2 separate regions of the Ovis aries genome follow, and region 1 is linked to region 2. The links are chromatin contacts, called in public Hi-C maps. All regions are on one chromosome and are shown on one strand. The core of a region is the stretch at or near the end of the contact, and the rest is flanking DNA. Distances in the headings are between cores, read along the strand shown. Region 1 overlaps ENPP1 (ectonucleotide pyrophosphatase/phosphodiesterase 1). Region 2 holds the start of ENPP1 (ectonucleotide pyrophosphatase/phosphodiesterase 1).

Region 1 (5,777 bases), core at 395-2,894, 75 kb after region 2:
AGCAACAAGTATGGGATATATGAACTAAAAGAAAACCCAGGGAAACTCACTGCAGTGTTGCTCCTTGGGTCTTGAGGTCCCTAGCCTGTCTGTCTTCTCCTCTCCACCTTTTAGAATCTTCTTATGTTTCTTTTATGTATAATAACAAAGCTTTTATCTGTACTTTGCAGAAGGATATCTCTTTCTTTATAGAAGTATCTTACTGATTTTTATATGTTCTTCAAAACACATACAGACACAGTTGCCTCTACATAGAACATCGTAGCAGATCTTAATTAAGTGCATAGACGCCTTTCCCCTTTGCCAGACACCAGGAATAACAGAAAAAGCAAGTTACAGTCTTTTTAGTCTTGAAGAAAGGGAGGAGACAGAAGAAGTGTAAATGATCCCCAAAAGTGTGGCAAATGTTATAATGGAGCCATGGGCGGAGTGCCAGGGAGCACGAAGGAGGCAGTGGGTGCTGCTTGGCAGTGAGAGGTGATTTGCCAGGAGTGGTGATGACTGGGCTAGAAGCTGAAGGATGAATTTGAGCTCTTTAGGTGAATAGGTGAGGAAAGGGCATTTTAGCCTCCCTTGGATGCATACATTTTGGGCATTTTTCCATTTACTGCTACTTCTGATATTTTCTACAAGCGTCACTGTGACCAGTTTACAATATGCAACTATTTCATTTTTCTTTTGTTGACCTCCTGTTCTTAAAGGAAATGTCAGAATATAAATTCTGTGCTGACTTTAAAGGGAAAGGCATGCACATCTGTTCCTACTTAGTTTTCAGTTGCTCTTATACAGCATTCTTTTTTTTTCCCTCTTGAAAGAGACCCTTTCTTTTACTCTAATAAACTTGAAACATACGATTAGTCTCCAGTTTGAATGCTAAATTCACATGATCATGTATGGAAATGTTTTTATTTACTTTTCTCAATAAAGGCCATTCTTTTCTTTCAAATGAACAGCAAAACTTTTATTTATCCCTAATTTTACTGCCCTGTCTCTAGTCAGTACTTCTTAAATGAGGTAAGTAACTCTCATGCAAAATTTTCTACTAGGTTAGTCTAGTGATGGCAGAACAAAAAATCAGGTAAAAACATTTCCAGGAATCAGAGAAAAGAGGTCAAGCCTTAAGGAGAATAAGGTGAATGTTCAGGTTCCAGCGGGATAAGGAGAGCCATAGGTCAGTTGGCCTGATTGGTCCTATTTAAGGAGATAAGACAGACCAGACTGGGAGAGAGCTGAACCACCAAGTCCTGCAGGAGGCTCTGACCTCCTCTAGACTCTTTTCTGCCGTTAGCTGCAATAACTGTCCTGCCCGGATCCGTGGGTACGTGTTTATCTATAATTAAAACTGTTGAACTTTGAAACTAAATGTGATCACACTTCCTACTGAATCCTAGCACAGGAATTTGGTATGTAGGTGCTTCCATAAGCAACAAATTAAATTTGTTTATGTCTATAGTTCAAGGACATTTTCCCTGATTTTTGGCCAGTTTAAATATTGTAAGATAGAAAAAAATTCTGTAGAATAAGTGTCTCTAAGCTAAGAGATGTGGATTTACAAATAAAAGGTGTGTATCCAGAAGACTGGCTGCTTTCCTGTGTGGATGTGGGTGTGTGGATGGAGTGTAGGGGCAGGGAATGGGTGGAGCTATGTCTCTAGGGACTGCTACTGAGTACAAGGGTTGTAGACAATTAACCACAGCTGTGTTGTCCAAAGGAAAGACAAGATCCAAAGTTCATTTCAGGTTCACAAAGTGAACAGCCATTTCTGACATGTGACTGATTATTCTTGTTTTTTGGTATTTTAATTACATTTAGCTATACTTCAAAGTAAAAACAAGTAACATATAAATGCAAGGCATATAGAAATATCTTTCCAGTATTTAAAATGATCTGAAACCGGAAGGAAAGACTCCAACTTGTAACATATAAATTTTTTCAACATGAAATTTTCTTACTTATCTTCTCCATAATATATAGTGACTGGAGAAAAGAAATCATATCTATACCAGGAACAATAGATGTATAAAATACATTTAGTCTATTAGGAATGGGTATTACACCTATGGGATGGTAAAAGGAAGCAATATAATCCTACCCCAATGCAACTGTTTTAAATTTAACTTCATACTTGCCCCCAAGCACTCAATTCAAGGAACGATTTGAGGATTTTTATAAAAATATCTAACATTATTTTTAAAACTCATATCCAATTTCACTATATATTAGAAATTCAAAACTCAGAATACAATTTAATAAATATACAGGAAATGAGATTTTTACATCTTTTGATAATTTTGTCCAATGATGTCCAGGTATTTTTCACTATCAAAGATCATTTCTGCCTACACTTAAATGCAGTAGTTTGGGGTTTAAATAAAGGAAGAAAAACGGGTCTCAATGGAAAGTTTATAAGCTAATGAAAGCTTGAAATGATTTTAAATAAATGAGAACAAAATATTCTCAGTCCAATAAATAGATCTTATTGCTCCAATTTTCACAATTAAAATCTCAGATAAAACCTACAATTTTGAGTTCTCTGTCATAAACGATTCTATGCTGCTGCTGCTATTGCTAAGTCGCTTCTGTTGTGTCCGACTCTGTGCGACCCCATAGACGGCAGCCCACCAGGCTCCCCCATCCCTGGGATTCTCTAGGCAAGAATACTGGAGTGGGTTGCCATTTCCTTCTCCAATGCATGAAAGTGAAAAGTGAAAGTGACGTCACTCAGTCGTGTCTGACTCTTAGTGACCCGATGGACTGAAGCCTACCAGGCTCCTCCGTCCATGGGATTTTCCAGGCAAGAGTATTGGAGTGGGGTGCCATTGCCTTCTCCAACTAATTCACTAGTTTAGTATGCAATAAAATAACAGAGGCTTTGAATAAGTTAAACTGGCTAGTAACAACTAATCAGTTTTCTTCAGTGATTACTGTTCTACATAGGCAGGATAATTAATTCACGGATGGTCTTTCTGGTCTATCTTCAACTATTCTTACACTACATAATCAATTAGGGACATCTTTTTACAGATGTATGAAGAGAACACAGGTAGCTTTACGTAAGTTGAGTTTGTTAAATCTATTTGTTACGACAGGAGATTTCTGACACAAAAATTGCTCACTGCACACTGAACCCCAAAGAAGTGATGAAACAAGACAGCTGATGTTAGGAGGTATATGGGAGTGGGGTAGGGTGAGAAGTCATGGATAAGTTAAAAACTGGCAAGTATCTGGTAAAGCAGAGCCGCTTTTTAAGGGGCATAAGAAAAACTGATAAGTCACCATTTTGGTCTCTTTAGAGAAACCCATTTGTTGTTAAGAACTTAAGACCATTTACTACCATTCATGCTGCAAAATGCAGTAGTCACACTATTTCCAAAAGCATCCTAAAAACTGTAATGCAAACGAAATCTAATACCTTGACACAATCTCACTGTCTTGAGTTACTCAGTTTTGTTAAGGTCCAAACAGAAACAAGCTGGTAAATCTATGGGGCTTTTATTTGTGTACCATCTTGTTCTTAAGGTAACACCACTGATTATCTCAGTAGCACACTTTAAGCCTGCAACTAGATTAGACTCAGTTAGAGCAAAACTGACAATAAGTTTCAAAGCTGTGCTTACTCGGTTAAGGAATTAGGCTTTAGGGATAAACTGGGGAACAGGGCAGATGGGATGCCTTTCCCCTTCCTTGGTACTTACTTATTTTAAGTTCTAGCCCAAGGCATGTTGGGGCTTCCCTGGTGGTTCTGTAATGCAGGAGACCTGGGTTCGATCCCTAGGGCAGGAAGATCCCCTGGAGAAAGGAATAGCTAGCCACATGCCTGGTATCCTTGCCTGGATAATTCCATGGACAGAGGCTACAATCCATGGGGTCACAAAGAGTCAGACACGACTGAGCTACTAACACTTCACTTCCAAGGCAGATGTCCTTATGAGTCCTTTTCTCTATTCCCATAAGGGATTGATCTTGTGATCATACCCTCCTAGACCTTGGAGAGTATAGACAGCACCTCCCCTCAAGACTAGACATTCTTGTGTAGTTGTCCCAACTGCCTGTGATCCATGACCTGGGCACAATGTTGCTAGATGGCATTGAGACCTAAGAGATTGTCCCCAAACTCCTTAACCCACCCCCATGCTAGATCTAAGTACATGCTTGCAAAAGGCAGGCTGCAACCATAAAAGATAATAAAGTAGTTTCAGGGTAATGTGGTTATAGGTATAAGAGGATTTTTAGCTTCCGTCTGGGTTTTCTAGGGAAAGACCTGGCAGGATCGTCTCCTAAAGAGAAAACATTACCATAAGCTGTGTAAGGAAAATGAGAAGTCCCAAGAAGCTGCGTTGTCTATATGTCTCTCAGCTTGTGATCATCTGTTAACTTTGCTGACTGTATCCTTTGAGCTTATTCCAGAATACTGTAATTTTGATAAGATGTGTGTTGAGTGAAATTGAATTCACTGTTTCACCAGGAGTACAACTCGATACTGTGGGATATTACCCCCTCTCCCCGCCTCCCTGCCCCTGTGGTTTGAATTGTCAACAAAAAATTAGTTAATCAAAGAAAGGATTGGGAAATTTTAACCGAGTCAAATCCGAGGATTATAATCCAGGAAGAGCATCTCAGAAAGCTCTAAGAACTGTTCCGCCCATTAGAAGTCAAGGCACTGTTTATGTAAGTTTTTTGAGGCAGAGTGCAAGTCGCTCAGTTGTGTCTGACTCCTTGCCACCCCACAGACTATACAGTCCATGGAATTCTCCAGGTCAGAATACTGGAGTGGGTAGCCTTCCCCTTCTCCAGGGGATCTTCCCAACCCAGGGGTCAAACCCAGGTCTCCTGCATTGCAGCTGGATTCTTTACCAGCTGAACCACAAGAGAAGCCCTTGAGGCAGAAGGCTATATGTTAAATGATGCATTATTGATTATATAAACCAGATTTCAGTACCATGATGGTGGGTCATGTGATCCTTTACAAAATCAGCAATATTATCTTCTAAGGAGTTATTCTGTTGGTACTAGGAGAATGTTGCTGTTTATGGTTGAATAGGTATTCCTGCTGATGGGGGAAGCTGGGTCAGTTCATAATGCAGCTACACACTGCAAGGTGCAGGGAGAGGGGAGGCCAAAGAAGAACTTTCATGTTTACAATTTTCTTATCTTGCCATAAATATGAATTTCATTTTACATAACTCTCATTTGGTATTCAGCATGTATTTCTTAAATTGATAGATGATTTTCACGTATTTATTGTCTTGTCTCCAAAGTTATTTCTCACTGAGAACAGAAATTATCTTTAGATTCTCTGTTTCTAGCACAGCACTTGCATGTAGTAGCTTTTCAATTTGAAAAATGACCAAGCGAATACAAACCAGTGAGATGATCCTAGCAAAACATCCATTTAAGATTGCCAAGACGTCACAGGTTACAGAAATGCAGCTGAAGGACAATCACACTGAAATGAATAATTCTTTGCATCCCTATTTTTAATTTCCAGATGGAATTTCAATAGAATATTTTTTAAAGCGTTCATTTATAGATATATTTCTAAATAATAAGAGATCCAGAATGCCTTTGAAGGGCCATTCACAGTTGTTTCATTGACTATATATCCTGTGGAAAGTATGATGCCTGATGAAGTGAAAGCACAAGAGGGAATTTTCCAGTTTTGACATGTCAAGTGAAAACCCCTCCACAAAGCACTTAGTGTTTCTCCAGTAACAAGTTGTCATAAATATTCGCTGGCAAAGGTGCAGATGCATGGCAGTGTCGACCACGCTTTGTAG
Region 2 (5,568 bases), core at 1,812-4,311:
AGCTTTGGAGCAGCTGCTAAAATAATTACCCTATCATATATTTCATTTTTAAAAACTGAGAAAAGTTGTTTCTCAATTTCGAGAGGCCTTAGTTCCAAACACAGATAACAAGTTGGCTGCGCTAGGTGTTCTGGTCTTATTTACACCCCAGAGTTCCAGGCACCCAGGGGAGTGTTCACATATTTTTGTACAATACAACCTAAGGAATCATCAAATCTTACCCTCTCATCTTTACTGTCATCATAGACTAGAATCCTCAGTCATTCAAGGCAGAATGGTTTAGGACTAAGGACGACACATTGATTGCCCACCTTTACACTAACTGAGAAGTTTTGTTACAGTTTTGTCTCTTGACCTTATTGTACTTCGGGCGTGCGGAGTGTTCACATATTTTTGTATAGTACAACCTGAGGAATCATCATATTTTATCCTCTCATCCTTACTGCCATCCTAGATTAGAGTTTAGGACTAAGGATGACATATTGCTAGTTCACTTTTACACTAACTGGAGGCGTTTTGTTGCAGTTTTATGTCTCTTGACCTTATTGCACTTTGGTGTCTGAGGCTATCCCTCATATCATGTTGCATATAAGCAAGATGGAGGCAAGACTTGTCTATCACTCAGTTTGTGGCTAAACAACATGAGTGGCCTGCTCAATCCAGTTTTATTCTGATTTTAGAGTTTCAATTGGATTTTTTATAGTTACCCATAAAAGTCCCAGTTGGCATTAGGCGAGGCCTAAGCATAAGGCAAAGGCCACATCCTGGTGGCCTGTGTGCCAGGCCCACCCTGCAGATGTGTTTTTACATTTTGTTTGGCCTTGAAAGTGGTTTAAAGAAATTGTTTTTCTGAATTTCATAGACAAAATTTTGCAATCTGGAGAATTCACATAAACATCTAAATTTCCTGTTTCTCCTGAAAAATCTGACTATCTGGCCACAGTGGGCACACTAGCCTGCTGAGTAAATGCCACCACCTTTGACAGGGTACAAACTCACATTCAGGGGGCTGCCTCACTCTTTTATGTTCCTGCTGGTCCTGGATGTTTGAGTCCATGACCATACAGTCCCCTCCACCAATGGGCTGAGTCTTTAAGATAATTTGTTGACTTGGGATGCAGACAATACACCTACTGCATTTGTTTTCCTAAGTTCAAAGCTATTGGGAATGTTTCTGTTGTGGTGCTTTTAGAAGCTCTGAGACTCATTTGACCAGTCTCCATGGAGTAAATCTTTGACCTTGAATCTGACTTTTGGGAGCAGTCAAAGGAAAATTTAGAGCCAAGTTTGGGGTGAAAAATATGTGCGACCATGTAATAGTGAAACCTGTTTCTCTTGGGTGGTTTGGTTTGTAAGCTGACTCAAAGGTAATTAAGGGAAAAAAAGAGCTCAATCATGCTTTGAGGCCTTTACTTCTTCCAGATGTCCGTTACCCTTTCCACTGAGCTGTCATAATATCCTATGTGTGTTCCTATTATGCATCTATGATTCGGGTTTTAGTTTTTTGTTTACTGCCCTCTCCTCTTGGATCCAGAGAAGGCAATGGCACCCCACTCCAGTACTCTTGCCTGGAAAATCCCATGGTCGGAGGAGCCTTGTAGGCTGCAGTCCATGGGGTTGCAAAGAGTTGGATATGACTGAGCAACTTCACTTTCACTTTTTGCTTTCATGCATTGGAGAAGGAAATGGCAACCCACTCCAGTGTTCTTACCTTGAGAATCCCAGGGACAGGGGAGCCTGGTGAGCTGCCATCTATTGGGTCGCACAGAATCAGACATGACTGAAGCCACTTAGCAGCTGCAGCAGCAGCCTCTTGGATCAGACTGGGAGCCACTTGGGAAAGATATACTTTTGTTCATCTTTGATCTTGGAGGCCATTGGCACTGTTGAAAGCCAAGAGACTGAACTGAAGGATTCATTATTGAATGAATGAATGAATCAAAGGACCTGAATGGAAAGCATCCCAAGATAATTATTTTAAAGGGGACAAGAAACAGTTTATAACGTAGCATCCATTCTTATTTAAAAATATATTCGCATATATTCCTGAAATCAAAATGAATTGAAAAATTAGTTGATATTGGATTGTATGACTTTCCTTGTTCACTAACGTCAGCTCCGGTATTGAAAGTCACTGTTTTCCACTTGACAAGCAAAACTCCCGTGACTGCACACTTGTGGTTTCCCTAACTGATGAGCAAGGAAGTGTAAAAACTGTAGAATCAAAGGTGAATAAAAATCCACCAAGAGTTATAGCCTACTGCTCGTGTCCTAGTTTGAAACAAAGTATCAAAGTATTTCAGATGTTAACTTTTTTGGTAGCACCAGCAACCTCAGGATAGCGCAGCGCCGACACTTTAAAGCTTTCGATGTAGAAAGTTACTAATAAATATTTCACAAGAGCAGCAGCCCCACCCCCAACACCCAAAATCCCAGAAAATTAAATCTCTTATATGTTGTTGCATTTGTAAAATCAGGTGTTTTCAGGTTGGATAGTCCTGAGCAGCGTTAAGTATTCAGGGAATTCTTGAGTGTTTCTACGTAGAAGTGTCGCTTCCCACCCCCCGCGCTGTACCCTATAGTCTCTCTGCTTGTTGTCCATCCAGAAACACAGAGGTCAGTCCCGACTCCACTCTCCCGCCTTTGAGAAGCCGCACAGGCGGGCCGCATCCTCTCTGTCCACCCGCTCTATTTTGGGGCCCCATGATCTCATGCCCTCTGCAGACCACACTCTGCAATTCCAGACCAGCCCGCGCCGCGAGGCTACGCGAGGCGATTCCTGCAAGTGTTCGGACGCTGCCTGAGGCGCGAGGTAGGCAAGGCTTGGAGGGGGAGGTTAAAGACACGCCCACGTAAAGGACCCAAAATAACCGACACGCTGAGTGCCCGAAATCAGACAGGAAGCCAAATAATCCGGGGCGTTGAGTTGCTTTCCCCTCACTCGCAGCGCTGGGCAGGCGCCCAGCCAAGGGTCTGGCGGCGAGGGGCGGGTGCGGCGGCGGGCGGGATGGGGCGGGGCCGGCGCGGAGCCTATTAAAGGCGCGGCGGGGCGGCGGGGCCCGAGCGCCCGGGGCCACGATGGAGCGGGACGGTTGCGCTGGGGGCGGGAGCCGCAGCGGCGAGGGCGGGCGCAGCCCCCGAGAGGGCCTGGCGGGGAACGGCCGAGACCCGGGTCCGGGCCGCGCCGCCGAAGCGTCCGGGGAGCCGCAGGCGGCCGCGTCGCTGCTGGCCCCCATGGACCTGGGGGAGGAGCCGCTGGAGAAGGCAGCGCGCGCCCGCCCGGCCAAGGACCCCAACACCTATAAAGTGCTCTCGCTGGTAGGTCCCCGCTGGCCCAGCGCGCGGGAGGGTGGGGAGGGCGGCGCCCGCTCCTGCGCTGCGAGCGTGCGGTCAGCACCCGGGGCCCGGAGAGAGACAAGTTGTGTGCCGCGCTTCGCTGCCTTTTGGCTCTCCTCTGCGGGTTTTTATCTGTGCTCATCACCACCGAGCCTTCTCTTCCTCTCGGGGAAATAGCTCACTCTCGCTGTTATTACTGATGCTCCAAAGGAACCTGTTTATGAAACCATGCTGTTAAAAATCGTGATCTTTGGAAATCCCACCGCTTTCCCCCAGAGAGTACAAGGTCGTTCGTGGGGAAAAATGACCAACCTGAAAGTTGTTGGTTTTAGGATGATCGACAAGGTGTTTGTTTTAATTTAAAATTTCAGTTTAATTTTTTTACCTCTTTAGGGAGATCCTTTCCTTGTATTAACCGATTCCACTTGAAAGATGTAACAGAGCTCTTAAAGTTGTATCAGGAACTTTAGAAAGTACTTTTTCTCTTGGCTTTGCTTAGGAATTTCTTTGCAGCTGTTCAGAAACCCCATCAATATTCATGTTATGTGAATGTGAAGAAGTGTTTATGATTCGTCGTCCATTCTTCCAACCACATTTTTTATTGTTACAAAAGTACCCACTCGTCCTCTGCCACTTTGCTGGTACAGTTGCAGGATCCACAATCAATTTCAGGAAATGTGGGGGTGGTTTTCCCTTCTACATCTATGGCAGGAAGTACTGGACCCAGAATTCTGGGTTCTTGCTTTCATGGCCTTTATTAATTGCTGGGGCCTCCTATAACTTTCCCCAAACCTCAGTTTCTTCAGTGTTAAAATGAGGACATCATCTCCATGTGCATCACATAGGGTTATTGTGAAGGTCAGGTGGAACAATGTATGTGAGGAAGTAAATTTGAAAACCACAAGGAGATGTAGTGGTTTTATTGTATTATGTGGAAGTGACATTCCATGTAGAGTGTGCCTTAAACTATATTGTCACTTAACGTTTAATGATTGGACAATGCAGTGTGGAGGACATCTTTTCTGATATTTGAAATCTTACCTTTCATAAACTTTCCTTTTTCACTGTGTTTTGGGTGTCATGGAGATGATACAGTGCTTTGAGGAACCAACTTTCCTAAAGATATGCTGTCATATAATTAGTACCTAAAAATAAGTCTAAGATTCAAAGAGTAAGTGTCCAAACCACATAATGTTTGTATCTCAAGATATATTTTGCATCATATCTATTTAAGAACACCTAATACTTAGGAGAGCTTAGTCTTTTGAGTCACCATTTTTGTTTTTGTCAGAGGGAAACCTTAGCTTTTGCAACACTGTTACTTAATATTTTTCAGTTTGGCTCAGGCATTCAATAATTGTACATTGAATCTATATGTAACTCCCATGTGAAATTACTTCTATGTGCCTATCTGCAGTCTTAAAAGTTTACTAAATTTGTCAGTTGCTAAATTCAGTTTTAGAATCTTTCCTATTCATTTACCTATAAATCCACAGTAGGTATCAGCAGACGTCTACCTTTGGAACATGAATTTCAGTCTTTGACACCTGCAATCAGCTTGTGAAACAGCATTTCATTTTACTCTGTTGATACAACTCTGGGCTTTGACGTGGAAATGTCTTTAATATTGCTACAAGTAGGACAATCATGAGAATTTTTAATACCATTAGGTGGAGTCTTTTGTTGTAACACATGTTGAATTGAAAGGAATTCCTACTTCATGTCTTTTGGTGAAATACAATGGGCCATTAATATATACCCAAACTCACTGATGTGTTTTTGAAACTCTTAATTAATAGTTTCAGGTGAAAATGAAACCCAGGTGGCTCAGTGGTAAAGAATCCACCTGCCAGTGCAGGAGGCGGGTGTTTGATTCCTGGGTTGGGAGGATCCCCTGGAGGAGGGCATATGGCAACGCACTCCAGTATTCTTGCCTAGGAAATCCCACAGACGGAAGAGCCTGGAGGGCTCCAGTCCGTAGGGTCGCAAAGAGTCAGACACGACTGAAGTGACTTGGCATACACACCGCATGCATCCATTCTTTCCCTCCCCTACTTCCATATTCTTCTTCCTCTAGACTTTCCCAAATGATGCACTTCTAAAGGGAAAAATCTCCAAAAGGAGCTTGACAGCTGTCACCAAAGAGCTCTGGGGCACGTCTTCTAGAGAGAAGCTGCAATTCTATCAAGTGGAACATCTGCACACTTTTCATAAAGCTGAAGAAATGGGTTG

Evidence for each region. A called contact is a pair of places that touch in the nucleus more often than the background predicts.
Region 1: a contact with region 2 is called in a Hi-C map of liver, with 2.7 times the contacts expected there. The contact joins the enhancer-like site here to the promoter of ENPP1 in region 2. A contact is called at or near these places in 2 of 16 Hi-C or Micro-C datasets (liver and tail adipose tissue).

What each region holds. Positions count from the first base shown.
Region 1 is chr8:57,296,432-57,302,208 of ARS-UI_Ramb_v3.0, forward strand. ENPP1 (ectonucleotide pyrophosphatase/phosphodiesterase 1) reads left to right here. Exons shown (of 25, transcript XM_004011326.6): 25 at 1-946. Among named protein-coding and RNA genes, the nearest start is that of CCN2, 57 kb to the right of the region's middle. Within about 2 kb of position 1,645, at least 8 of the 54 cell types and tissues checked have an H3K27ac peak or open chromatin away from gene starts, as enhancers often do. A contact at or near this core is called in liver, where this site is marked.
Region 2 is chr8:57,220,090-57,225,657 of ARS-UI_Ramb_v3.0, forward strand. It overlaps ENPP1 (ectonucleotide pyrophosphatase/phosphodiesterase 1), which reads left to right and starts at 3,062. Exons shown (of 25, transcript XM_004011326.6): 1 at 3,062-3,318. The coding sequence starts at 3,079.